2 separate regions of the Sus scrofa genome follow, and region 1 is linked to region 2. A link is a contact called in public promoter capture Hi-C data. All regions are on one chromosome and are shown on one strand. The core of a region is the stretch at or near the end of the contact, and the rest is flanking DNA. Distances in the headings are between cores, read along the strand shown.

Region 1 (6,658 bases), core at 4,155-6,654, 350 kb after region 2:
ACCAACAACAGCCAAGAGAAAAACAGCTTCTAATCTGCAGATACATATTAACAGGTTATTTTATTCATTTTTTAATTTATTCTTTTTAGGTTCATACCTACGGCATATGGAAGTTCTTAGCCTAGGGGCTGAATTGGAACTGCAGTTGCCAGCCTATACCACAGCCACAGTTTGTGGCAATGCCGGATCCTTAACCCACTGAGGGAGGCCAGGAATAGAACCCACATATTCATGGATACTAGTTGGGTAATGAACCCACTGAGCCACAATGAGAATTCCCTAAAAAGTTATTTTATTTATTTATTTATTTATTTTTAGGGCCACACACACCGCATGTGTGGCATATGGAAGTTTCCAGGCTAGGGGTCTAATCAGAGCTACAGCCACCAGCCTACACCACAGCCACAGCAACACCAGATCCACGTCGTGCCTGCAACATACACCACAGCTCATGGCAGTACCAGATCCTTAACCCACTGAGTGAGGCCAGGGATCAAACCCGCAACCTCATGGTTCCTAGTCAGATTTGTTTCTGCTGCACTACGATGAGAACTCCATAAAAAGTTATTTTAGAATATAAATAGCTGTGGTATACTTTTCTTGCTGAATACATTTAAATCATTTCATCGATGGTAAAATTTCAATACATCAAAACTTAATTTACTGAGAATCCAACATGAACTTCTCCCTCCACAAAACCTTCAGGTATTATCCAAAGATAGTTGTAAACATTTAAATAAATTTCCTTTTAAACTGAAAGAAGTCATAGGAAGTGCCACGAGCATGGGGAAAGACTTTGGATTAATTATCACCACTACTGTTTCTGAATAAGTAAGCTAATGCTAACTTGAAATATTTCCTAAGATATATACAGCTACCTTCTCGGCACTAGATAGTACCACTCCCATTTCACAGAAGGGAAAACAAAGGCACAGATAAGGGAATCATTTGCCAAATATCACAAAAGTTCAGAGAAGAGAAGTGTTCCTGGCTCACTATTAGGTTCTGAAAGCTAAGCAAAGAAAAACACTAACTATAAGAAGAAAACAACCCTCCAGTTAAACACAAGTCATGAGGACACAGAAAGACAAAAAGAAGTAGGTATTAAGAGTGGGTTAAATCACTACTACCTAACATTATTCTCACCTTCAAAACAGTGTTAATAAATTCAAGAAGCAGTAGACTATAATGACTAATTCAATTTAAAATTCATCAACATTTTCTGGGCAAAACACTATGAGGGTTTGTGTGCGGTGTGGAATGAATTCCTCTAAATGGAAGACTTTTTTTCTACTCCAAGTGACAATGATGACAGGTCTCTTAATCCAAGAGTGATGGCCTGAGAGACTAGGAAAAGGAAGTTTTGTAGAAGGCTGCCACACTACTTAGTTTTGACAGGCTTCTTCATAACAAGCAGCCTTCAACAGAAGAGGAAATGAAAGCTTGCCCTCAACCACCATGGTATTATTTCCTTCCTTAAAACTCAGGTTTAGGAGTTCTCTTGTGCAGTGGGTTAAGGATCTAGTGTTGTCACTGCAGCAGCTTGGGTTCCACTCTTGGCCCAGGAACTTCCACATGCCATGGGCGTGGCCAAACACAAAAAACAACTCATGTTTAAATCCTTGCCTATGTCCTTTATAAACACTTCTCCTAGTACTTAAGACTTTCTTGATCTAGAGCCATCCTCTCTTTCAACTGATCCAAGATATGTTTCTGCCCAGGGTTAATTTACCCCGCCATTATGACATTTCTTGTCTATTCATACAGGATGAGGTGAAAACAGAGAGCAGCTGGGCCTACATTTCATCTTTTCCCACAAGTTATTCAGAATCATCTCCCACCTGCAGGCTCTGCCTTTTCTCACTTGGCATTATTTGTGCTATTTGTTTTTTTGTGGGGGGTTTTTTGTTTGTTTTTTGCTTTTTAGGGCTGAACTTTTGGCATATAGGAGTTCTCAGGCTAGGGGTTGGATCGAAGGCACAGCCACTGGCCTACACCACAGCCACAGCAGCGTGGGATCCGAGCTGTGTCTGCCACCTGAGCTATAGCTCATGGCAGTGCCAGGTCCTTAACCCACTGATCGAGGTCAGGGATCACACCGGCATCCTCATGGATCCCAGTCTGGTTTGTTGACCGCTAAGCCATGATAGGAACTCTGCAATTGTGCTATTTGTGCTCTTTTGTTACAATCATATCCACAACATCAATTATGGATTGACTTATTTTATCCAGGCTTGTAAATGCCCTGGTTAAATTTACTGATGAAATGTCCCCTTCATTCACTTATAACTGTCTTCTAAGTCATTCTATGTAAAAATACTCCACTCACGGCATGTTCAATTTTTCTCTCTTTTTACTCCTTTTCAGAACGCTACTTTGCAAAGGTCAAACACTGACATCCTAAAACATACCACTAAACATACCTGCCTTCCCTTTCCCATGGGAAATACATTTTTAGATTCTACCTCCTAAAAGAATATTTGTCTTATTCCTACCTTCAGTCAAGTGCAATTTAAAATACTTCTGGAGTTCCCATTGTGGCACAGTGGTTAACGAATCCGACTAGGAACCATGAGGTGGCGGGTTCGATCCCTGCCCTTGCTCAGTGGGTTAACGATCCAGCGTTGCTGTGAGCTGTGGTGTAGGTTGCAGAGGCGGCTCGGATCCCGAGTTGCTGTGGCTCTGGTGTAGGCTGGCAGCTACAGCTCCGATTCGACCCCTAGCCTGGGAACCTCCATATGCCACGGGAGCGGCCCAAGAAATGGCAAAAAAAATAAATAAATAAAATACTTCTACATATGCCCTTAGGCTAGCAGACAACACCTAGGTTTTTACTGTCCTGTATCCTGGAGTTCTCACTGTGGTGCAGCAGAAATGAATCCAACTGGTATCCATGAAGACAAGGGTTTGATCCCTGGCCTCGTTCAGTGGGTTAAGGATCTGGCATTGCCATGAACTGTGGTGTAGGCCTGCAGCTGCAGCTCCAATTCAGCCCCTAGCCTAGGAACTTCCATATGCCACGGGTTCAGCCTTTAAAAAAAGATGGCAGAGCAAAACATATATCCTATATCCTGAATGATGCCCTGATCATCATTCTTTCCTGTCTTTCCTCCTAGGCCTCTGACTTAAAAAACAAAGAAGAAGAAAATCTAGAAGCAGTGGCATACCTACATGGCAAGAGACCTAAAGAAATAGACTCCTCTGAAGATTTATCAGAAATGAGGTATGGAAGTAAGAAAACAAATAAAAAAAGAGAAAAAGTCATGAACAGATAGGAGTGAATGGAGAGGAGAATAAGGCAATGTCCTCCCAAAAGAACTAATGGGGAAAACCAGCAGTGAGTGATCCTAGAGCATGTGGAGCCACATATCCAGGACTAAGAGACACTTAACCCATCCCAGACACTTACCGTGTTGCATTTTGTGCCACACACCACTTGCCTATGATTTAGCCACTGAGATGCAAACACTTTATTGAGGGTCCCAAGGTGAAACTCTCTTTCCTTCAGGAGACTGGGAAGTTGCTGTGCTGCATAACCATGCAACACTCGAGAGTAGTTGGTTTCATTCTGTAGCCTGACTTCTCGGTTCTTCAGGTAGTACACTAAGGATCTCTTCACTGGGGGGAGTCTTTTCCTTTTGTGCAGTGAATGATCCCAGCCAAACTGTGGAAAGCAAAATTAAAAATCAAGGCTTTTGCTACCTTTGTCAGATGGAGAGATCCTACTGTATTAAGGAACTCAACAAAAATTCTTTCTGCAGGATTTACATACAACAGAAACACAATACTAGGAGTTCCCATTGTGGTGCAGTGGTTAATGAATCCGACTAGGAACTATGAGGTTTCGGGTTCAATACCTGGCCTTGCTCAGTGGGTTAACGATCTGGCGTTGCTGTGGCTCTGGTGTAGGCTGGCTACAGCTCCGATTCGGCCCCTAGCCTGGGAACCTCCATATGCCACGGGAGCAGCCCAAGAAATGGCAAAAAAAAAAAAGACCAAAAAAAAAAAAATACAATACAAAACAAAAGACAGCAAAGTCAATCTAAAGTCCAGTTTAACTCTCCCAACATTGAAAAGATGCTGCTCATAGTCAAACCTACCTACAGGAAACAAGGGCTGAAAGACAAGGACATGAAAGCAGAAAAAAGGACAAAAGAAAACTAAGTCTTCTTAGAAGTGAAGGATTCAGGTATCTAAAAGTACCTGAGTACTTTTGATAGGGGAGGGAATAAAGGGCAGAGACAGACCTGGACTACATCTCTAATGGCCCCCTTCTCTGTCTCGGCCTGCACTCCCTGCAGAGCATAGAAGGTGCAGCCCAAGGAGCCTGACTAGGATCCCAGGTCTTTCAGGCAATGGCCACCTTCCTGTCACCAGGTCCATGCTCCAGACAGTTGAAAAATTTGAAAAATTAAACACCAAAGGGGTGGCAGGCATGGGAAATCTGAGTCTGAATACCACCACCAAGGTCTTCCCTGCCAAAGAGAGCTGGATAGGAGTGATACCTGAAAACTGCTGTCTCTCCTAGGCGTCCAAGTACCAAAAGACCCAGCTCAGGGCTTGAGGATCCTTAGGGAGGCTCATTCCTATATGAGATACGCAATCATCTCCGCTTCCCCCGGCCACTGGAAGGGGGGCTTAACTTTCCCTTCACGTATTTGTGGGAGGTTTTGTTCCCTTCCTTCGATTCCTTTTGATCCCCTTCCTTTAAACCCAGATTGCTTCTCCCCAAACCCCACTCCCGGCTGCAGGCCTCCCTGGAATATACCTCATTCTCATGTTCCCCTTTAGCTCCTCAGCCCTGCGGTCTTTCTGCTTTCCAGTGAACTCCTAAGGGCCCATCCCTGATTCTACAGACCGAGGTTCTGCTCTTCCCCTCCACCTCCAGCTCCCCCCCTCCAAACCCCCGACTATAGATCTTGGACCCCGTTAAGGTTTCCTCATCTGCGAACCCTATTCCCTAGGTGTCTCGGTCTAATCACCCGGCTCCCACTTCTCAGCCCTCACCTGTGGGCCCTGAGCGTCGCTCCCAGCTCCCGGCGAGGCGGGCGCTTTCCGCTTCCTGCTAACTGCTTTCCGGGCCATAGTGGGCAGCGCCGCGGCGGCCCCGCAGCCACATGGGGCGGGGGAAGCGTGGGGGAGCAAGAAGGCGGGTCATATACTGGGCCCCGGGGCCGCGCACCTTAGCGCGCTCGGCCCGGAAAATGACCCGGACCCCGGGCGGCAGTAGAAAATAAGGAAGGTAAGCAGAAGGGAAGGAGGGAAGGAGGACTGGGGCCGGGAAAGGGAAGGGAAAGGGGAAGGGGAGGCAGGAACCCGAAGCTTTACGACGACGGAGTCTGGAAAGGACGGCGAGCGGCTGGAACCAAAACACCCCTCCCCTTCGCCCGCGCTCCGTCACCCTCGCGCAGCCGCACTTGGCAGCACGTCGTCTAGGAGACGCGGTCGGGACTAGGGGGCGGGGTTTGGGGTTCGCAGTAGAGTTTGTGGCTGTTGCTTAACCCCACCCTCCCCGCCCCCCGCGCCGCGCTCCGGACATTTTTCAACCGCCGTCTGACGACCGCTGGAGATGTGCGACTTGCGGGTAAAGGAATTTAGGTTCTACCCGCCGACTTCACCGCCCTGCGCGCCCGCTTGCCCAGCGCAGGCACCTCGCTCGGAGAAGGAATCCCTCCTAACACGCCTTTACCCCGCAGTCGCTTCTGGTTATCTCCTTTTGAAGGCTGCACGTTTCCCCGAACTCTATTAAACCGAGCCCTGGCTCCAAGGATTGGACACTTCGGGAAGAGGCATAACTACCCTCTCCCGCCACACCCACTCTCGACCCCGCAAGGTGGAGTCCGGCTCGAAATCCACAGCAGTTTGTTCAGACTTTCACACTGTAGAGAACTTGTCCGGCCCTGCCCGGGTTCCCCCACCAACACCATCCCAGGGGCCTCTGGCTGCCCTCTCCCCAACTCCTGGGGTGCTCTTGGGCTTCATTTTCCACCCGGTCTTCTCCCTCCCTCGGCTGCCCCCCCCCCCCCCCCCCGTCGCTGTACTAACCGCAACAGCCTTCCAGTCACCTCTCCCTTAGCTGCTGCGTGGGACCTCACTGCCCTTTAGCGTCCCACTACCTCCTGGCCGCACTGTCTTTTGTGCTCTACGAAATAGGCCTCCCTCCGTGATTTATATTTCTTAGTCTCCCATGCAGTTCTAAGCTAAGGACTGGAACAGAGGTCTGTCTGCCACTCCCTGCTTCTCTCTTGGGGCCCAAGTTGCGTCTCCATCAGGGCAGATTGGGTGAAATTCTAAACCACCGAGAAGAGTGGCGTTTGACCTGTCAGTATAGTTAAAGCTGGCATTGGTCACCGGACAAGCGCTCTTCCTTCAGAATCACCCTTGCCTCCGTTTTCAGAAGATTGTGTAGGGATTTGAGTGCCAGCCCCCACTTTGCTCAGATAAAGAAATCCTTTGAGGAAGCAGGAAGCTCTTGCTTGGCTTGGGGCTGACTGGCCTCAGGCTTTAGTGCCCAGTTACCTGCTCATCCATCCCTTCAGGCTTCAGGCCTCATACCTGCAGGGAGCTCTGTTGGCCCATCTGAAGTTCTGCCTACAAGGAGATTTGGATTTGTTTTCCAAGCCGAACCAAAAACCAGATTGAGACAGTGTCTTCCGCC
Region 2 (6,563 bases), core at 1,322-3,821:
TTTAATACTGAAGTTAGATCACATCATCATTTTACAAAAAAAAGGGAAACAAAAACAAAAATGAACCCTGCAATTGTTCCCCATCTTATCCACAGCAACAGTAGAAGTCCTTATTTTGGTGCACAATGCCTTGCATGATGAGCCCCTTCCTCCCTTATCTTTCTGAACTCACCTCCTTCCACCCTCATTCATTGCAAAGAATGTACCAGAGTCCCCGTCCCTTGTTCTTCCCCTCCCTTTTCCATAATGTTTACCACCTTCTAACACTGCCTTGTCATGTTCACTATCTATCGTCCATTAAGTCCAACACTACAACATAGGCTGCGTTGTTCACTGATGTGTCCTAAGAATATAACTACTGCAAGGCACACAGTGTTTGCTAAATCAATGAACGAACACATGATTGACTGCATTCGCAGCTGAGCCTCCAGACAGTGAGAATAAGCTTCCAGCACCCTAGAATAGCAAGGCCTCCAAGGACATCTTCTGGAATTTCCAGTTCCCCTCACTACCTGCCTTACCTCTGTCTCAGAGGTTGGGGGCACCCTCATGATTCGCTGGTTGACCTCCCGTAGGAAAGCATCAATCCGCTCCTTCTTCTTCTCTGATAGCCTCACTTCCTTTAGTAGCTCCTCTACCTATAAGAAGGGGCAGGGAGAGTACTTCAGCCTCAGAGGCTCAAGCCTGCCCCTCTAACCCATGCCCCAGCCACTCAGTACCTGTAATCGGAGCAAGCTGGAATGGAACAGACTTTCAGTCTCCCGAAGGCGATTCAGCTCCTCATTGGTAGGCTCCTTGTACAGTTCTGCCCGGCTGAGTTTCACTGGCTGCAGAAGACCCACTGGAGACCCAGCCACTGGACGCTTCTTTGAGGAATCCCTTTTCCCCTCCTTGACTGGGCCTTCGAGAGCTGACTCCATCATCTGTGGTCAGTGAGAGGGAGAAGCCAGGGTGAGATCATAGATACCTAGTACCCATGCCTGACAGGCCACCATGGTACAATGTGGGTAAAAGATGATGTGGGTAAAAACTTCATCTGCTCCTGGTCTCTCCTTTGAATAGAAGTTAGAATGTGTAAAACAGAATAATTTTCACTTAAAAGAATATAACTGGAGTTCCCATTGTGGTGCAGTGGAAACGAATCTGAATAGGAACCATGAGGTTGCAGGTTTGATCCCTGGCCTCGCTCAGTGGGTTAAGGATCCAGTGTTGCTGTGAGCTGTGGTGCAGGTCACAGTTGCAGCTCAGATCTGGTGTTGCTGTGGCTGTGGTGTAGGGCAGCAGCTATAGCTCTGATTAGACCCCTAGCCTGGGAAGCTCCATATGCTACGGGTGCAGCCCTTAAAAAAAAAAAAGAATATGACTGAGCTCTTGGGGAGTTCCCTGGTCATCTAGTGGTCAGGACTTAGCACTTTCACCACTGTGGCCTGGTTCAATCCCTGGTCTGGGAACTGAGATCCCATATCACATTGTGGCAGAAGAGGAAGGAGAAGAAGTTTACTGAGCTCTAGACCAAAAACTCCTTGAGTTGAGGGTTCCCCGTATACTTGACAGCACAAGCATGGAGCTCTGCTTGGAGCTGATAGGAGTGGTAGCTGGCTGTACCCTGCCCAATGCAATGCCTAAGCTCCTGTGCTTTCAAGTATAAGGAGCTGCTTCTGCTGCTGGGTTAGTCCTAGGACTTTGCAAATGCCATCTCCACTCTTACTCTATCTAAACCCTGCCAGGTCACACACACACACACCACGACAGCATGCAAGCCCTGACAACAACAGACTTCAGGATACATTAAGTGCTCAGTAATGGAAAGAGCCTACTGGTTTTGAAGGATATACAGTAAATCATCCAATTCTCACAACAATCCTAACTGAAAACGCTAGAACGAAGCCCCGAGAGCTTCCACAGTTGGTATGCCTATACTGTGAGAAGGCTTCAAACCCTGATCTGAGGGATCCTAAACCTTCTCCCCTACAGCGGGCCCCGCCCCCCTCCAGGTTCCCACACCCGGAAGAGCCTTACTGGAGCGCTCTAGGAGCGCCACCATGTGGGGAGCCCAGAACTAGATCCCACCCAGCATCAAGGAGGACCTGGTCAGGGAAATGATCCAAGCTGCGGAGTGGAGTGGAGTGGGGTGTGGTGGGGTGGGGGCTGGGGCCACTTCAATTTCAAGGTGTAGAGCTAGGGAAGAGAGAAGCTCAATAGGCTTTAGTGCTTCTATCCATCTCCCTTACCAAGCCCTGTCTCGGTACCCCGGGCTGGAAACATTGGGGGAATGGGGCTCCTCCAGAAGGTACCGCCCTAGTGCCCCTTGTTGGCGAGCTATCAGGCTCTGCCGTTCCCCCCTCCCCATGTTGCATTCCTTCCTCCCAGATGGTTCTCCCACCTCCGGCTCCTCAGCAGTTCCGCGATGCTGCGCTCCCGCAGGTGCGGGCCCCATCCTTCTGGTATCCTGCTGGCACTTTGGGTTTAAATTCCGCTTGCTCTACAACTTCTTCCCACGTTGGCAGAAATGCCCAAGCACGGGCAGAAATGCTGGCACGATTGTCAGCAAGCCTCGTGGCGCAGGACTCCGCCCAGCTCCAGAGCCATTGGGTGAGTGCCCATCGACTCGCTCGCCATTGGGCTCTGTCACTCTCCAAGACCGCCCACTATGGGGGAGGGGCCAAACAGGGTTCTCCGATTTCCGGCTTCTTTGCGACGCCAGACCGGAAGCCTGCCTGACGCTTGGCGCAGCTTCCTTTCCCTCACTTCCTGCACTTGGGTCTAAAGGGTAAGGGCGGGGCTGGTTTGAGTTTCTGTGGTGAGCGTTTGTTTATTTACCCCGGTGATTCCTCTTCTTTTTTCATTTACCATTTAACCTTTTTTTTTTTTTTTTTTTTTTTTTTTTTTTGTCTTTTTGCCTTTTCTAGGGCCGCTTCCCAGGCTAGGGATCTAATCGGAGCTGTAGCCTCCGGCCTATGCCAGAGCCACAGCAACGCGGGATCCGAGCCGCATCTGCGACCTACACCGCAACTCACGGCAACACCGGATTTTTAACCCACTAAGCGAGGCCAGGGATGGAACCCTTAACCTCATAGTTCCTAGTCGGATTCGTTAACCACTGAGCCAGGACGGGAACTCCCAGTTAACCAGTCTTATCTGTTCTACCGCTAAAATATACCTTGAATTTACTCACTCTTGTCTCTTTGTTTTTTAAAGAAATTTATTCTGGCCGTACCAGAAGTATGTGCAAGTTCCCAGGCCAGGGATGGAATCCCTGCCATAGCAGTTACTCCCAGTTGCTATAGTGAAAACGCCGGATGTTTAACCCGCTGAACCACAAGGGAACTCCTCTGTTTTTACTGCCAAGTTTAGTCCAGTTCGCACGTCTTGTGCCTGGTTTATTGTAATAGCTTTTCTCTATTACATTTTCCAAATTTGCTGAATATGATGACCATCCATATACTCTTCACCTACCCATCATAACCTAGTATTAATAAATGCCAAATTTGCTTTGTCTTTGTGTACTTATGTTTTACTATTTTGCAGAGCCATGCTGTACATTAGATACTTAGAAGTTTGTCCTCATTTACTGGAAGTTTGTACCCTTTAACCAACATCTCATTTCTTCCACCTTCCAGGCCCTGGCAACTACCAATCCAATTTCTCTTTTTATGGGTTTAGCTTTTTTGGTTATTTATGGCCACACCTGTGGCATATGGAAGTTCCCAGGCTAGAGGTCGAATGGGAGCCACAGCCACCAGCATAGACCACGGCCACAGCAACCTGGGATCTGAGCTGCATTTTCAGTTTAGGCCACAGCTTGCAGCAATGCTGGATCTTTAATTCAACCAGCGAGGCCAGAGATGGACCTCACAGACCAGTTCTTAACCTGCTGAGCCACAATGGAAACCCTGGGTTTAGTTTTTCTGAATTCCACATATGCAATACTACAATACTTGTATTTGTCTCTCTCTGACTTCTTTCACTTAGCATGATGCCCTCAATGTTCATCATGTTGTCACAAATGGCAGGACTTCCTTCTTTATAACTGTAGAGTGTTTTGATTGTTAAGGAAGCTTTCCTGGAAGAGATGGGACTTGTACTAAGTCTTGAAGCATGATTTGAGTTTGAGTTAGCCAAGAAGAGGAATAACCACAGTTGAAATTTAAGGAAGACCACAGAGGTGAGAGATCAGTCAACCACTCACTCCACATCTGATGACCCTTAAATGCCAGGCTCTGTGCTCAGTGTCAAGGATAAAGATAAATAAGACATGAGGATCACAAGTCAGAAACCTGGAATAATGCTCTTGCTTTAACATTTCATAGGCTGGTTCCTCTGTTTATTTAAACATAACCTCAAGTGGTTTCTTCTGACCCTGCCTTCATTTAAAATTGCAAATAGGAGTGCCCATTGTGGCTCAGTGGTAACAAACAACTAGTATCCATGAGGATGCAGGTTCAATCCCTGGCCTCACTCAGTGGGGTTAAGGATCTGGCATTGCCATGAGCTGTGATACAGTTGCAGATGAAGCGTGGATCTGGCATTGCTGTGGCTGTGGTGTAGGCCTGCAGCTGCAGCTCTATTCGACTCCTAGCCTAGGAGCTTCCACTTGCCACCAGTGTGGCCCAAAAAAGACAGAAGAAAAAAAAAGAAAGAAAGAAAAGGAGTTCCCGTCATGGCTCAGTGGTTAACGAATCTGACTAGGAACCATGAGTTTGTGGGTTCGATCCCTGGCCTCACTCAGTGGGTTAAGGATCCAGTGTTGGTGTGAGCCATGGTGTAGGTCGCAGACGCACCTTGGATCCTGTATTGCTGTGGCTCCATCGTAGGCTCTGATTTGACCCCTAGCCTGGGAATGTCCATGTGCCGCGGGTACGGCCCTAGAAAGATAGACAAAAAAAAAAAAAAAAGCAAATAAATAAAATTGCATCCACCCCAACAGTTTCAGTGGTAGCCCTCCCCAATCATCTTCATTAATACTCACCAAAACTTGCAACAATATTGTCTACTAATTACTTATTTTTGTGTGTTTCTGTCTCAACTAGCTAGGAACATAAACTCCATGAAGGCAGGAACTAATCATTTCCGTCTCATTCACTACTTTATTTTTCATCCTTTTTGGGTGGGGGAGTATGCCCACAGCATGTAGAAGTTCTCAGGCCAGGGATCAAACCTGTGCCACAGCAGTGACCCAAGCCACTGCAGTAATAATACCAGACCCTTAAACTGCCGAACCACAAGATAATTCCAGTTTTATGCTTTTTTTTTTTTTCCTGGTATTTTTGCCTTTTTTTCTAGGGCCGCTTCATGAGGCATATAGAGGTTCCCAGGCTAGAGGTCTAATTGGAGCTGTAGCCGCCGGCCTACCCCAGAGCCACAAAACACAGGATCTGAGCCTTGTCTTCGACCTACACCACAGCTCACAGCAACACCGGATCCTTAACCCATTGAGCAAGGCCAGTGATCGAACCCACAACCTCATGGTTCCTAGTCGGATTCGTTAACCACTGCACCACGACGAGAACTCCTGTTCTATTTTTTATTCCTTTTTGGGGGGGACATCATTCACTACTGTATCCTTGGCATTTAGCACTGGGCCTGTCACATAGAAGGTACTCAATAAATATATGTTGAATGAATGAATGGCTCTTTCTTAAGAGCACCTCAGAGGCTGGGAGGAAAATGTAAACACAGTTGCAGTATAGCAATGAGGGTGATATGATATGTACAGATTGCTATGGGCACATTAGATCAGGAGCATTACAGCATGGTGATTAAAGCAGTCACACTAGAGTGGGATGGCCAAAGTTAAACTTTGGGTTTAGCCTTTCACTCACTAGGTAACCTTGGGTGACTTTCTTACTTCTCTAAGTCTTGGATATTCTAGTAATCCACCATGTTGTGGATTTTTGTGAGAATTCAATGAGATTTACCGTATGTAAAGAGCCTGCCACATACTGATGCATAACAAATGTTAGCCTTTTTTTTTTTAAGGCCATGCCTATGGCATGTGGAAATTCCCTGACCAGGGATTGAACCTGAGCCACAGTAGTAGCCTAAGCTGCTGCAGTCACAATGCCAGATCCTTAACCCACTGCACCACAAGAGAATTCTTAGCTGTTTGTTGTTTTTATTTTTATTTATTTATTTATTTTGCCTTTTTGCCATTTCTTGGGCCACTCCCTCGGCATATGGAGTTTCCCAGGCTAGGGGACTAATTGGAGCTGTAGCTGCCAGTCTATCTATGCCAGAGCCACAGCAATGCGGGATCCAAGCCGAGTCTGCGACCTACACCACAACTCACAGCAACGTTGGATCCTTAACCCACTGAGCAAGGGCAGGGATCGAACCCGCAACCTCATGGATGCTAGTCTGATTCGTTAACCACTGCGCCACGACGGGAACTCCTGTTTGTTGTTTTTAAAGGAAGATTGTGGCTTCTTTAGCACTCACTATTCAAGACTTAGATGTGTTAACATATGCAGAATGAAGAAAATGGTGGCCGCTTGAAAAAGTCATTCTGTAAAGTCAGAATTAACCTTTCTTTCTTCATCTTCTTCTTCTTCTTCTTTTTTTTT

Evidence for each region. Promoter capture Hi-C pulls out the DNA fragments that hold promoters and counts their contacts.
Region 1: a contact with region 2 is called in a promoter capture Hi-C map of fetal liver, with 4 times the contacts expected there. The contact joins the promoter of DCAF12 here to the promoter of NOL6 in region 2. A contact is called at or near these places in 2 of 5 promoter capture datasets (fetal liver and liver) and 1 of 2 datasets of contacts at active chromatin or transcription factors (alveolar macrophages).

Annotation. Positions count from the first base shown.
Region 1 is chr10:32,672,728-32,679,385 of Sscrofa11.1, reverse strand. It overlaps DCAF12 (DDB1- and CUL4-associated factor 12), which reads right to left and starts at 5,404. Exons shown (of 9, transcript XM_021064687.1): 1 at 5,008-5,404; 2 at 3,410-3,664. The coding sequence starts at 5,085.
Region 2 is chr10:33,018,043-33,024,605 of Sscrofa11.1, reverse strand. It overlaps NOL6 (nucleolar protein 6), which reads right to left and starts at 2,571. Exons shown (of 26, transcript XM_003130678.4): 1 at 2,384-2,571; 2 at 720-923; 3 at 522-638. The coding sequence starts at 2,437.